2 separate regions of the Sus scrofa genome follow, and region 2 is linked to region 1. A link is a contact called in public HiChIP or PLAC-seq data. All regions are on one chromosome and are shown on one strand. The core of a region is the stretch at or near the end of the contact, and the rest is flanking DNA. Distances in the headings are between cores, read along the strand shown.

Region 1 (7,523 bases), core at 2,832-5,331:
CTTATAACACAATTCAGGAAAACAAGTGGAAAGGAGCTTCATACTCATTTGGCTCTAAGATTATAGCTGTAAGTTGTCACTTTAAAAAAAAAAAACAGATTTAGACAAACAGTATCTCAATCTTCTTTATCCAGAAATCACTATTCAACATGACTGCGCCCTAAAAATAAAGAGCAGGCAGTTTAGGTGCGAGTTTGAAAAAAGAAAGAGGTGGGGACCAAAGCTCCCACATCAAAGGCAGAGGCCATCAGGGCCAAATGCTGACTCTCGGCCTAGTTCGGGCTCCCGCAACCTCACCACCTCTTCCTTCCAGGGACTGGCTGCCGCCCAGCCGCTGTGGGCGTGTGTGCTGATGGTCACCAGCGCCAGGACACATAAACAGGACCTGCCTGGTCCTCTCGTCACAGGATCAGCCGGGCAGGGAGAAATGTGTGAAGAAGGAGAAATACAATTTATCTGGGGCAGAGACAAATCTCTGCTCTAAGAGCATCTTTTTACAATGGGAGTTACTGTGTGGGTCTATTACCTACATCCTTTCTAATAATTATAAAACTGGAGTAACTAAATTATATTCACCCTAAAACTGGGCTTGAGTGCTAAAATAAAAATTGACTTAGGGCTTTTAACATCTTAACAGAATTCAAAAATGGAGCTCACACAGAGGATTTCTCAAAGTGAAGGGAAAGCTGTGAAATCCCTCTTTTGCAAGGTGGAAAATGTTTCCACCATATTCCAAAATAAGTGAGGAAATTTAAAGCTGCATGAATGGTCCCCGAATACGGCAAGTTCTCCTATTTGAGTAAGCAAATCCATGAGGTTCAAGTATTAAAGAAGCAAACTATAAAAGTTTAATTCTTGATCCACTGTTTACTGACCTGCTGCCAAATGCCTGGGAGGAATTTTTTTTAACTGAAATTCTTTTCCAACATAAAATTCCCGGGACAAGCCAGGAACACAGCAGTGCCGGGTGCTGCAGCGTCATGGAGAGGAGGAGGGGTCACTGCTGGGCGGGCCCTTGTGTCCTGTCTGCCTTGACTGGCAGGTCACAGTGGCCCTGATGCCGACACTGGGCTCCACTGCCACAACGCCCTCCACCCTCCATGTCCTCACCTTCTTTCAGTATTCACTCAATTTCCAGGGTCGACTCAAGGCCTGATGTACTCATGCACCGCACACAAACGCCCAAGGACCTCAGTGCAGTGGCGGATGCAAGGCAAGCAAATACACAATGAGACTACAAACACGGGCCACGACAGGGCTAAGAAACCTTACAGGGCTGCAGAACCAACTCGCTTCAGAGGTCAGGAAAAACTTCATTTAAACTAAAACTTTAAAAAGTAGCCGGTCAAGCCAAGGGATGGGAATGCGGTGGGAAGGAATGGGTGGGAAGGGATGTGACGGGCTGGTGGGACAGCGGCCGGGAGTAAAAGTCCCCGTGTGGCTAACATGCAGAGGAGGCTGGCACCGCCCTAAACTGGGCCCCTGGCTGCTTCTCTCTGAGTGAGACAAGGGGCACTGGTGAGTCTTTACGAGACTTAGTAAGACAGACGCCATCACTCTGTCTACTTGAGCAGCACAGGGAACACTAAGCGGCACTTGATTTCAGAAGACTGGTTACAGGCTCTATGAAATTAAGGCAATGGCCTTTTCTGTTGAGGGCGGCGTGGACTCGGATCATGAATCTCTGAGACCTGAAAATTAAGAGCTTCTTCTCGTGCCCGCGGCTGTGCCGGGTGGCTCGGCGGCTGTCACCATGCCACAAAACGAGCATCTTGGGTTACACCGTAAGCGCGATGGATACCGTCTGGATGACCACGAGAAAAGAGAGAAGAAGGAAGGCCGAGAGAGGTTTGTGACCGGTCAATGAAGGCAAAAAAAGATGACTGGTCTGAAAGCTAAGCTCCACCATAAACAGCGCCATGCTGAGAAAAGAGAGATGAGGAGAACTATGAAGATGCTTGAAAAGAGAAACACCAAACAGCAGGATGAGGAGAAGACTCCACAAGGCGAAGTCCCTGCATGTCTACTGGACAGAGAGGGACAGTCTCAGGCTAGAGTGCTTTCTAATATGGTTAAACAAAACCGAAAAGAGAAAGCAGGAAAATGGGAAGTCCCTTGGCCCAACGTTTGTGCCCAGGGAGAAAGAGAAGTATTCAAAGTTATTCGAACGGGAAGGAGAAAGAAAGACGACAGCCTCGAAGAGGATGGTCACTGAGGTGTGCTTTGCTGGAGACGCTTTACTCAAAAACCACCCAATGTGAAAGACTCATTAGGCCAACGGGCTCACGTCTCAAGGAGGCCCATGCAACACACCCGGAAAGCCGCCTTTTGCCTGCCAGTACTTGGTGTAAAGAAGAATCCCTCTTCGCCACCGAATACAACTCTGGGGGTTATCACCAAAGGTACTGTCGTTGAGGTGAGCATGAGCAAGCTGGGCCTCGTGACACAAGGAGGCAAGGTCATCTGGGGAACATATGCCCAGGTTACCAACAATCCTGAAAATGATGGATGCATAAATGCAGTCATAACTGGTTTGACAGCAATTACTTACAGACAACTGCGTATAATTACTGAGGACTACACACCATCAGCAAACCATTAGTCTGATGGTTCTGAATACTACCAATCAGCCTTACAAGTCTGCTGTCATCAAGAAACTATTCATTCTAGTGTTTAAAAAAAAAAATTCAAACAGCCTAGTTTTACAAAGAAAGAAAAATTAAAGTAATGAAGAGATGGGATCTGTACATAAGAGGTCCCAATCTCCAAGGGAAAAATCAAACTCCTATCCTACATGTGAAACAAAACTCTACGAACAAAAAATCGATTAATGTAATTCAGCAAGGAGCAAACCAGGTCCCGTGAAAAAAATCAATGTAGTCCCCTTACCGGAAGTCACCGTGGCAGCTGGGGCAGGCAGGGGCGGGCACTGGACTGGCACCTGAGGAGGCGGGGCCTGCTGTCTGGCATCCTCAGGAAGTCACCCATCAGCGGCCCTCTCTGCCTGGAATCCTCATCTACACAAGAAATGGTTGCACTGGTGGCTGCCCAAGCTTCTAAAACCTATTATTCTGGCATTGTCACAATCAAAAGTACTCTAATCACCACAGGAAAGGACTTAATTTTTCTTTCCTTTTTTTAAAAAATTAAAAAAAAATTTATTATACTTGACTTATAATGCTGTGTCAGTTTCTGCTATACAGCAAAGCAACCCAGTTAGACACATACATACTTAACTTGTCTAAGTCACAAACTTACTACGGTTTTATCTGAGGAAGAAAAAGAGCACGCGCTCTCAAACTTTTAAATTAAAAAACCAGTTAAGTTCATGTACATTTTACAAGTTGACAAACCACACAAAATCAAATATAAAGATAATTAAAATTTTAGAACACGCAAATGAAATCATAATTTTTTTTTAAGAAAAAGTAAATTATTAGGCAAGCGATGACTGGGTTTCTCACTTCCTTTTTCACTGGTTTCATTTCCTTCTTAGGTTAAAACACTCCCAATATGTAAATTACTCCACTGAAGACTTTCAGAGTCCTTTCTTAGCAATGTGTAGGGACACTTACACAAAAGGAATTACTACTAGACTTCCTGTGACAGAAAAGGGATCTGAAGCACAGGGGACTTAAAAAAAGCAAAGTGAACTAAAGGAGATAAATGCACATGCAGAGCAGAAGCAAACAAATAATTGGATCCTACAAATGTAACCATTTAGAAACAGTTTTGGAGTTCCCTTTGTGGCTCAGCGGGTTAAGAACCCGACACAGTAAGTCCGGGAGGATGTGGGTTCAATTCCCAGCCTCACTCAGTGGGTTAAGGATCTGGCATTTGCAACAAGCTGCAGCGTAAAGTCACAGATGCATCTCGAATCCGGTGTTGCCGTGGCTGTGGCACAGATCCCTAGACACAGGTGCAGCTGTAAAGAAAGAAAAAGAAAAAAAGAAGGGTTTTGGCAGTAAAAAGTGTTCCATGATTCTAAGAATTTTATAGTAAAGGGTTAACTGTCTGGGCGGGGGTTACCTACTAAGTGCCAGGCTAGCACTTGGTTTTTTCTGGTTTAATGTTCTCATAATCCTATCAGATGGGTATTATCTCAATTTTAGCTCTATAGGAACTACATAGGAACAAAGGCTCAGAGCGCTTAAGTGATTAGACAAAGTCATACAGCTTAGAAAGTGAAGAAGTTATACTACAATTCCATCCTAGTCAACATCAAATCTCATTCTCTTTCAACAGATGATGCAGACTTTAAGCACCAAAGGAAAACAAATTGAAGACATTTCTCCCTTTTTGTATGATCCTCTTAAATATAAGCCATCATGTCAAAGGGAGCTTATGCTATGCATGACTTCATAAACAAATCATTTGTGAAAGAGAAAAACCACATCCAGGGTAAAGTCATAAGCTGAAAAGCCTTATTTCACAGAGTACTTCCTGAAAGAGACAAAGCAGCAATTACAGCTGAACAAGTACCAACTCCTACCGAGTATTATATTTGAAACAACTTTTTAAAGCAACAGAAGATCCTAAAACAAAAGAAATATAGCATTTCTTAAATACACCATTTCTAGAAAGCTATTTTGACACAAGCGACTCAAAGACGTCTCTTTTACAGAGCTGGGTGTACTGAAAAACCTTCCTAACACAGCCTTTTGATGGACAGGAGGTGAGTAACATTTCATTAACTTCATCGCAGATTATCAGAAGTAATGCTGTACTTACTAAATCTCGAAACACTTGTTTTATTTTAATACGTTACCAAAGTATGTTGGTGAAGGATCTTCAAATGGGTCATACTGTCGTCTTCCTGCATTACTGATATTTTTCATTTATTTTCAACCCTGTTTTACATTAATAGTAAATGTAATCTTTTTCAACATAAAGAAAATGCCGGTATGAAAAACCCTCAACATCTCTGGGAGTCTTTGTCACTTGGTTTCAATTACATTGTTTCACAAAACGTACTTAAAGGCTTTTAAGAGAAGGCTATAGCTAATCATGGAATCTAAAGCTTTTAAAATGCTGGCTTAACAGTCAATTGCTTCAATTTATCCAAAAATTTATGTGCTCTGAGTACAACTTGCATTGGTAATGCCTTTAGAACACATGCATCACAAATATTTTTTTCAACCCTAAGCAAATAAACATGACTGTTGGTGACAAAAAAGTAATTTGAGCCCAATGAGGAGAAAAGATTTATTTAAAAATGATTCGTAAGTAAGGAATTTCTGCGACAAAATCTGGAGATTAGAATGGGTGGAGGGAGTTCTGATACAACATTAAAAGAGGAAAAAGGACTCAAATGTCATTTACATTACCATTGCTACTATTTAAAATTTCACTGAAAGTTAAAGAGTCAAGTCTCTAAATTTATTTTCCGTTGTGTGATACTGGAGATGTAATTTTTCTATGTAATATTTTTCTCATTTGATAGCAATTAATATTCTACTCACACCAATATTTGGAAATTTTAATTAATACATGCTTTTAAATATATAGAATTCTACTCCAAAATCATACTTAACCCTAAATATTTGGCAAATTCACCACAGTCAGGAAGGTAGGAAGGAAAGGAAAGAGGGAGGGAGGGAGAAGAAAACAAATTTTTATCTTGCGTTTATCCACAGCAGTTGCTCGAGTTAATTCTAAATTACCAACAGCCCATGATGCCACTGACCAGATGGCTAATCTCCGCCCACAGTTTTCACTAAAGAGAGATTCAGGCTGAAAGAGAGAGAGACAGAGAGAGACCATTCTGCAAAGTGACATTTTTGAAGGAAACTTTTCTTAACACCTCCATATTTCAACGAGGTTGCCTCAAGGTTCCATCTCTTTGTAGCGAGTCTATTTTTAAAACCACCGTTGCTGGCATTGCATTCTGAGTAATGCAAGTTTCACGCTGAGGGGGGTTAATGATATTTACAATCACAACCGGATTCCTTTCCATTGGAAATGGACACGTGGGGGTGGGAATTAATTTCTGCAAACACATAAAGTCAACGACTGACTTAATAACTACTTGTCTTTGATAGTCCTTTTTAAAAATTAAATTTGACAAATAATATGTACGCTTCTGCATCTAGGCAGAATGAAGGCATGAAAGTAATGTGTATGTGTGTGTGCGCGCAGTAATGTCTTATTCCCGAGGCGGTGCTTTCTGCACACTATTGCAGCAGTGAAATCTGCTTCCAGGACACTGGAAAACACCATCTGGAAGACAGCACTGGCGCTCCCAACTGTGTATGAAAAAGTAGCCCATGTATTGTTTTGAGAGTCAAGTTCTTGATGTGGAGACCTTGGCACAAAACATGGCTATTTCTAAACCAATGATAGTTGAGAGAGTACATAATACTATGAAGAAGTGTTTACCCCTTGAAAAAAACAGGTTTAGTGGCCAAGTAAGCAGGTCTTCATGGACAAACCAGAATCGCTGCTGTGGATCACTCTGCCAAAGCTTCCCTCCTTCACTCATCCATCAGTTCAGCAAATATCACTCATTGAGTATCTACTATGTACTCACCAGGCAGTGGGGATAAAGCAGTAAAAAGGAAACGTTGCTGCTTTCAAATGAGTTTACTGTGAATAATCAGCAATCAATCAGTTATATGGTTCCTTTATTAGTTTCTAATACATATTTTATGTTAAAACTATATTTAATGAGTAAAAATTCATTACTTGAACATTACTAATCTGGGTTACCAAATATTTAAAGAGAAGGAAGATGATAAAAAGTGGCAAAACTACTTTGTAAGATTCAAAATTCAGCATGGCCTTTCCCCAGTTAGTCCCAATCAAAGGATAGCTATTACAGGAACAACTGCTACCCAATTCCACACTTTGGGGGAAAAATATCATAAAGAAAAGGTTATTCTTTAGGGGAGAGAGGGAGGTAGGCAGGAAGAGAGAAAAGGAATAAATTTGCCAGCCTTATGACACAACAGGCCACTTAATAGATTAGTACCTACTAGTAATAATACCTAGGGAGTGTGTTTCTTAAATACCAAGACACATACGTTGACTCATGACATGAAATGTCTCAAAATTAAAATCCACTGACATGCCCAGTGGAATGTGAGAATGTTCAGCATTTATTTTTCAACACAGGCTTTTATTCCTCCTGTTCTTAACTATTTTACAGTTTCTAAGTGTCATGCCTACCAACAAACTATAAGATGACCACCCCTCACAACCAAACTCACCCTGGCCCTTCTGACAACTCACATCCCGACGAATACAAAATCGCAGCCCTTGTCTTCTACAGCTGTATCTTCATAATCGGATTATTTGTTAATGTCACTGCACTATGGGTTTTCAGCTGTACCACCAAGAAGAGAACCACTGTAACCATCTATATGATGAATGTGGCGTTACTGGACTTAATATTTATATTGACCTTACCCTTCCGAATGTTTTATTATGCAAAAGGTGAATGGCCCTTTGGAGCGAACTTCTGCCAGATTCTTGCAGCTCTCACGGTCTTTTATCCAAGTATTGCGCTATGGCTTTTAGCTTTC
Region 2 (7,523 bases), core at 3,652-6,151, 220 kb before region 1:
AAGAACATGACCTGTACATCAAACAACAAAAAAGTGGCAAATGTTTTCTAGAATTTAGTTGTTCATGTGTCAAGCCACTAAATAACTGCTTCAAAATTAAAAGCAGTGTGAACTGCTCACTGATCTTCAGGTACTAGCCATTAGAATGCACTCAGCACACTAAGACTCGATCTAAAGCTAACTGAAATAGTCAAGAACCTGCCCAGGGTAGATTAGAACGGTACATTTTCCTACGAAGATCAATTCACTTCTGATCAGTGCTGATTCTACTTCTTGCCATCAACATTATCATCCCTTGATTTTAAGAAAGTAAAATGGATCACAGAAGAAAGGAACACCACGGTTCAATTTTTTTAATGCTGTGGTCTCAAAACCTAACAAAAATAAGACAAACGAGAGAATAAAATAAAAGAGGAACCTCAATAGCAACAAAAGTAATGTGGTACTAAAAGATATCTTAGGTACTCTCATGAAGCTATTAAATTGATAAATAAATAAAAACTATAAATATTGTGGCGACACAGGGAATTAGCCAGCGAGTAGCACAGTGAGTCACACCTATCTTTCTTCAGAGAAACCTACCAATACTAAATAGAACTATAAAATCACTTCTAGCCTTTGACCTAGCAATTTGTGAATATGCTAGTAATTCCTGCTAAATACTTGTTGTACACCTAGAAATGTAATAAAATTCATTAAGTAATAAAATAAATAAGTAAATAAATAAATACATTCTAGCAAATAATTTTTTTCTAGAAAAAAAACTGGGACCAATGTAAATGCTCTACAAGCAAGAAACAGTAAGCAAAGTATAGTAACTAATGGAATGAAATACTACGTCATCAATAAAAACCAGCTGATACTCAAATGTATATGTAATGACAGCAAGTTTTTAAAACTTGCCACAGAACAGTCATACTATAAAGGCTAATAAGGATCATAAATCATAAGTTAGAGAAATATGAACAGAATTTTATGTTCACTGGACTTTTGGTTCTATGCCAGTAAACTGAATATAAAATAATTTCAGGAGGAGAAAATGACTAAATCCTCAGGGTTCTTTTGACTGTCTTTCAATATACATAACGAACTAAGTACTGGACTTGGGCTTCACAGGCTATGTAAAGACTACATTCTATGATACACTTATGTTAAAGATAAACGTGTTTCATCTCTACCATTATGAATGTGTCATTACGTTACGACAATGATAAACACTGTACTTTCTCCCTAAGAAATGCAAGGTATCTTTAAAGAGGAATATATAATAAGCAAATGTGCTTATCTTTATTTCACAGACGGAAAAACTGGTGGAAACAGTATCAGTGACCTGGCCAATTCATCCAACTCCTGGTACCATAAACTAACAGCATCTTCTGGAAATAATTACTCCCAGTTCACAATGCTCACTTTTAATTTTTTTTTTTTTTTGGTCTTTTTGTCTTTTTGCCATTTCTTGGGCTGCTTCCGCGGCATATGGAGGTTCCCAGGCTAGGGGTTGAATCGGAGCTGTAGCCACCGGCCTACGCCAGAGCCACAGCAACGCGGGATCCGAGCCGCGTCTGCAACCTACACCACAGCTCACGGCAACGCCGGATCGTTAACCCACTGAGCAAGGGCAGGGACCGAACCCGCAACCTCATGGTTCCTAGTCGGATTCGTTAACCACTGCGCCACGACGGGAACTCCTTTTTTTTTTTTTTGTCTTTTTGCCACTTTTAATTTTTAAATTCTCTTCAAGTTTTGTAATCGTATACACAAGACTGTACTCCTTAACAAATACGGAATGGATGAGAAAAAAAAAACTGTTAATACCCTGATTGAAGTAATGAAAATTTGAACTATTTACTCTTTTTCTCCTTTGAGAGGCAAAGAGAAGAAATATTAAAGTGTCCTTCAAATTCCACAAGCAAGAAATTCTAGGGAAAAACTGCTAAAAGTACATCTTCCTTAAGATCTGTTTCTATTGACCAAGCTGTAAAAGCAACTGGCAACGAAGAGGAAATTCAAACATTTCTGAAAAATGATTTGTCTTGTCTGTTTCATCCTTATACTTTTGGAAATTAAAAATCCAAAAGGGCCCCTGAAATTAATCAAACGTGAACTAAAAGTAGCTACCTAAAGAAGGACCTGTTGAGGAAACAAAAATTGTCTAACTGGCAGACCACCTGTAAATTTCACTCATCCTCAAGTTTGAGGTCCCTCTCAAATGTCACTGCCTTTGTAGCTTTCCCTGAAGACTCTAATACATAGCTGTTTCCTCATTGGTGTTTCAGAGCACTTTGGAGGGACGGCTTTTGGAACATATCAGATTTTGATAATCTGTCATATGCTTATGACCTTTACTTTGACGTTCCTAAAAGAAAGAAACATTTTTTTTGTCTCTAAGGCACTAGGAATACAAGACTGCTATTAAATTTATGTTTTTTGGGGAGTGGGGTTGGTCTTTTTAAGGCCCCACTCGCGGCCTATGGAGGTTCCCAGGCTGGGAGTCGAATCAGAGTGGTAGCCGCTGGCCTACACCACAGCCACAGCAACGTGGGATCCGAGCCGCGTCTGCGACCTACACCACAGCTTACACCCCACCGGATCCTAAACCCACTGAGAGAAGCCAAAGACAGAACCTGCGTACTCATGGATTCCAGTCAGATCTGTTTCCGCTGAGCCACCACGGGAACTCCCGATTGCTGTCAAATTTAAATTCGAAGACCAAATTCTAAGTTTTAAAGGCTGGTAACTAAAACGTTTAATGGAAAAACCAGGGTGCTTGCAGGACTCGCGCTCTCCTCCACTTGGAAGCACTATTTTCTTTCAGTCATAACCCCCAAAGAGTGAAAGCTTCCTGCACTGCAAGTGTATGGGAGCCACAGTATTCAAGTGCTAACTGTTGAGTAACCCATAAATATCCTTAGACATTTTTAGAGATCCAAGTTTTGAAACAGAAACTGTAAAATGCCATGAAAAAATTTAATAGCTTCTTTAGTGCCCTAAAATAAGCTCAAAATTCACAGCTATAGTAAAGTTAGCAGTAATAAAATAAACACCAGCTTTAAAAAAAGCAAACTTAGTAAATAAACCTATTTATAGATTGTAAAAGATTGCTAAACGATTATTTGAATTGTTAAAATTACTAATGGTTTCAAAGAAATTCTCATGCCCCAAATGTTAAGTTTTAGCAATCCAAAATAATTGTATATGTTTCCTGTCCTGCCCTATGCCCAATAATCTAGAAGCAGGTTACTTATTTCTCTTTTACTAGTGGTTAAAGTGAAAAGCTTGAGTTTGAGGTCGTAAGAGGTCAAAGTTTTCAAGGTTTACCCTAGAAGAAAAGGCCAGCTTCTCCTGTGGTCTGCTCCTTTTAAGTGTTTCAAACAACCTCAGAGAACTAAACAGCGTCATCTTATGTATCTTCTGCATATTAAAAAATCTTTTACACTTCAAAGGTAGAAATTAACTATGTCAACCATCACAGCAATTCTTTATTAATGCACTTTACGCGGCTCTGGGTGTTAAATTCCACAAATAAGGAAGTAATCGCTAATCGTGAGGTTTAAAATGCCAAAAACCTAGAAAGAACGAGCTCGTAACCAACCAGGAGTTCTAGAAAAGTAGCAAACTGGCAGCAATGAACTTAAAAGTTGCTGGAAGACCTGGCCGCCCCCTTCCTTGCAGAGCGTGACCGGGCTGTAAGCGAACACCCCCAACTCGTGGAACGCTCGCTGACCTGCACGCATCCAACTCCAAGGGAGCGCCGGACACGCACAGTCCCCGTTTCAGGACAGCTGCACACACACTAGCTCTCGGCCAGACGGGAGGAGAGCCCGAGGCCCACCGAGTCCTGCAGAATCCACCCCGCTACCAGGCCGTTCCGGAGCCTCCGGCGCACAGCCGCGCCAACCCCAAGCGCTTCTGGGGACACTGGACCGCACCCACTGCTACGCCCCCTTCCCCTCGGGCCCCGGCCGCCCAGGCACGGAGAGGCTTCCCCTTCCGACAATGCACCCGGGGGTCCGTCAGGCCGCACCCACCTTGCACTCGTCGCTCTTTTTTTCTACGTCGCAGAAGTTGACGGGCGCCAGGCCGGGCAGGTAGAAAGCGGCGCCCCGACGCGGGCCCGGGGCGGCCCCCAGCAGGAGCAGCGACAGCAGCCACAGCCGCGGCCACCGAGATGGAAACGACGCCGACAGCCTGGCGCTCATGACGGCTGTTCCGGGGAAAGGGCAGCCGAGCCGCGGGGGTGAAGAGGGAAGGAGGGACGGGGAGGCTCGGAGACGAGGACCAGGCCGCCGGAGCTGAGGGAGGCCGGCCCCGCGACGGACAGTTCCGGTTGCGCTAGGAGACACCACGGGTTCCGCAACAGAAACCGAACCGGGCCTCGACGGAGCATGCGCAACGCCGCCTGCACATGCTCAGTGAGAGCGGCCGCAGGCGCCCCCAGGAGTTTCCGGGAGCCGGAGTGGAGGAAATCCACTTTCCAGGTTTTCAGCGGTCCGGCTGGAGTGGTTGCTGTGAGGGAGGTTCCAGCACTCACGTTCCGATTCCAAATTCCGATCTAGAGCTCCCTTGGGGCCCGGCGCCGGCGCCGCAAGCTTTCTGCTTTGTCTCAGTTTCCCGCGGTTTCCGCACCCCAGTAAGCAAAGCAGTTCCAGCAAAATAGGAATCTGGTATCATCATCCTTGAGCACGTCTCTGTTGCTTTTCCTATTGAAGTGATGCCATGCCCTTCTTTGCTGTATACAGACGGATTTGTTTGTGCAGTGCATTTTTTGAGTATTTTTCAGGGAGAAACTTGTGTTTTTTGGTTTTTGGCAACACCTGAGGCATGTGGAAGTTTTGGGGGCCAGGGATCAAACAGGGGCCACAGCAGTGACCATGCCAGGTCTCTCACCCGAGGAACTCTGAAACTTGCTTTTGGTGACCAAAAAAAAAAAAAAAAAAAAAAAAAACAGAGAGAGGGAGAAGAGAAAAAAATGCACAAAAGTTGTGAGTTAAGTTTTATTCAGGAAATTTACTGAGGACTGTAGCGAGGGAGACAGCCTCTAAGCTCTGAGCAACTGCTCTGAAGAGGTAAGGGAGAAGCCAGAATATATATGGAAAAAAAAATCAAAGATTACTGATAATCAGGAAGAAAAGACATCTCAAGTTAAGGATTAGTGCTTTTCTAGGTATGAGAAGATGCAAGAATCTGGGTTCACTGAAATTATTCCCTAGATATCCTCTTAACTATCCAGGGTCAGTATCCAGAGCACAGTATACTCCCGTTTTTCTCCATCCTGAATTCCCCTCAGGGCACCCTGTCGGTGGGGGACTGGTTTGATCATTGTAGAAATGGAATGGTGGACAGTCTTTGTTTAAAAAGTCAATTCAGCTGAACCTTGGAGTTCAATCGAATACTTCAGAAGATGGTATTCATGTAGACTTTCTAGCAAGGAATCAACCCAGAAGTACTTCAGCTGAGAAATCAAACAGGGGCACGTTTACTAGATGGACAATTCAGAAATTTGTGGGGCCCCAGGCAATCCTATCTAAATTCTTGTGGGTATCTGCACGTTTTCTCCTGGACAGTTTATAACATTAAATTTTCAAAGGAATCTATGTGCAAAAAAGGCTAAGGACCACTGTTCTATGCTGGGGAGTAAGCAGAACATGCTCGCAAAGATAGTTCCCACTAAGAACTCCAGCTTTGGAACAGCACTATTAACTTATGGGGACCTTGAGCAAGTTAAATCATCAAGTCCCAGGAAGTATAATAGGATGTCCATTGCGAATGAAAAATGGTACCTGCCATATCCGTCATCAGAGGATGTTGCAGCCATGAAGACAGTACAGCCCCGGCTGACAGTGAGCCCTGAGGGAACTCAGGATGGAGACAAACTGCCAGGCCCTCAGCCACTGCAGCTACCGCCAACTGTGCACCCTGAGGGGATTCCGGATGGGGAAAAGCAGGATACTGGTCCTGGATAGCTAAGGCGCATACTGAAGGAGTATTTCCAGTGAGGCCAGACTCCTGCATCTTCCCATACAAAGAACAGTGCTAAATTTAATTAACTCAAGATGTCTGATTTTCTTTAACCGTAATCTTTTAAAGTTCTTACTACCTGGTCTTTCGCAAAAACAGCCATTATATCCTGGCTTCTCCCTTGCCTCTTCAGAGCAGTCCTCAAAGCTATCTGAAAGGCTTAAGTCCTCAATTCTGTCCGCCAGATAAAACATAATTCTCAACTTTAAGGTGGTGCATTTTTTTCAGTCAACACCATATTCTTTAAGTGGTTGTGAAGATTAAGGGGCAAGGGTTAAGCACTATACAGAGGAAAGGCATCAAGTGTTATAATAGAAACTGCAGGTGTAGGGGGTGGGGGTGGTTGGGGGGCCTGAGCAGTTGGATTGTATTTAGGTCACTTCTCCTTTGAGCAAACAATTAATATATTTGCCCAATGTATTTGGTCTAGGGAAAAAGAATTTATAATATTCTATTGTTGAAGTCATAGAGATTTCTAATATAATACGAGGAAGCGATGTTTCTCTCCATTTAGAAAGGTAGCAGAATAAAATTAACATTATTATTATTATTTGCTTTTTAGAGCTGCAATTGTGGCATGAAATTCCCAGGCCAGAGGTCCAATCGGGACTGTAGCTGCAGTCCCACACTGCAGCAACAGCAACGCCAGATCCGAGCCACGTCTGCGACCTACACCACAGCTCACAGCAAGGTAGGAGGATCCTCGACCCACTGAGTGAGGCCAGGGGTCGGACCTGTGTCCTCATGGATACTAAAGTCCGGTTCTTTTCCACTGAGCTGAGTTACAAGAACGCCAACATTTTTTGTTCACTACCTTCTGTTTATCCAGTACCACTAAATACTTGAACTTCACTATCTCAGTGCCCCCCCACACAAGAAAGGGCACTGCTGACACACCCCCCGCCCCCGTGCTTCTCAGGCCCCAAACCTGGGAGATAACCTAAATTTCAAGTTCCTTCACTCTCCACAAACAGTCCTTCAACAAGTTGTGCTTGCTGGACCGCTGAACTAGACTAAATCCTCCGTACTTACCATGTCCACAGCTACAGCCTAGTTCAAGCCAAAATCGTAGTTCTCTTGAACCTGTACTAAATGCAATAGCCTCTCAGCTTGCACTCTTGACAAAGCGATCTTAAATCTTTAAATCCCTCCGTTCTACTTTCTGCTTAACCCGCCCCCCAGGCACTCCTCACTACTTTATCACTACCTGGAGTTAACGTGGTTATTTGTTTACTGCCTCACTCCTCGTTTATACGTACACCCCGGGGGAGTAAGGACCTGGTCTCTGCACCCCAGAGCCTAGAGCAGCGTACGGCACATAAAGGAGACAAGAGCAGCAAGTAACTACAAAGTACTGCAGGTTTGGTACCGGCTGGACCATATAAATTCTAGATCTGAATTCAGAATCGAAGGCTTTTGAGCGCTGAAATAAACCTGAGGTTTTCCAGATGCGTTTAACCTCTTCCACTGACAGAGGAAAGAAGGCGGACTGAGCGCCCGCAAAC

The links. HiChIP or PLAC-seq counts read pairs in DNA pulled down with a chosen protein or histone mark.
Region 2: an H3K27ac HiChIP or PLAC-seq map of alveolar macrophages shows a contact between it and region 1. The contact joins the promoter of TM9SF2 here to the promoter of GPR18 in region 1. A contact is called at or near these places in 1 of 47 Hi-C or Micro-C datasets (subcutaneous adipose tissue) and 1 of 2 datasets of contacts at active chromatin or transcription factors (alveolar macrophages).

The regions. Positions count from the first base shown.
Region 1 is chr11:68,188,180-68,195,702 of Sscrofa11.1, reverse strand. It overlaps GPR18 (N-arachidonyl glycine receptor), which reads left to right and starts at 4,081. Exons shown (of 2, transcript XM_003131059.4): 1 at 4,081-4,675; 2 at 7,148-7,523. The coding sequence starts at 7,182. The region is part of intron 5 of UBAC2 (ubiquitin-associated domain-containing protein 2); the gene reads right to left. It also overlaps the pseudogene LOC102161879.
Region 2 is chr11:68,405,212-68,412,734 of Sscrofa11.1, reverse strand. TM9SF2 (transmembrane 9 superfamily member 2) reads right to left here and starts at 4,901. Exons shown (of 17, transcript XM_021065854.1): 1 at 4,029-4,901. The coding sequence starts at 4,199.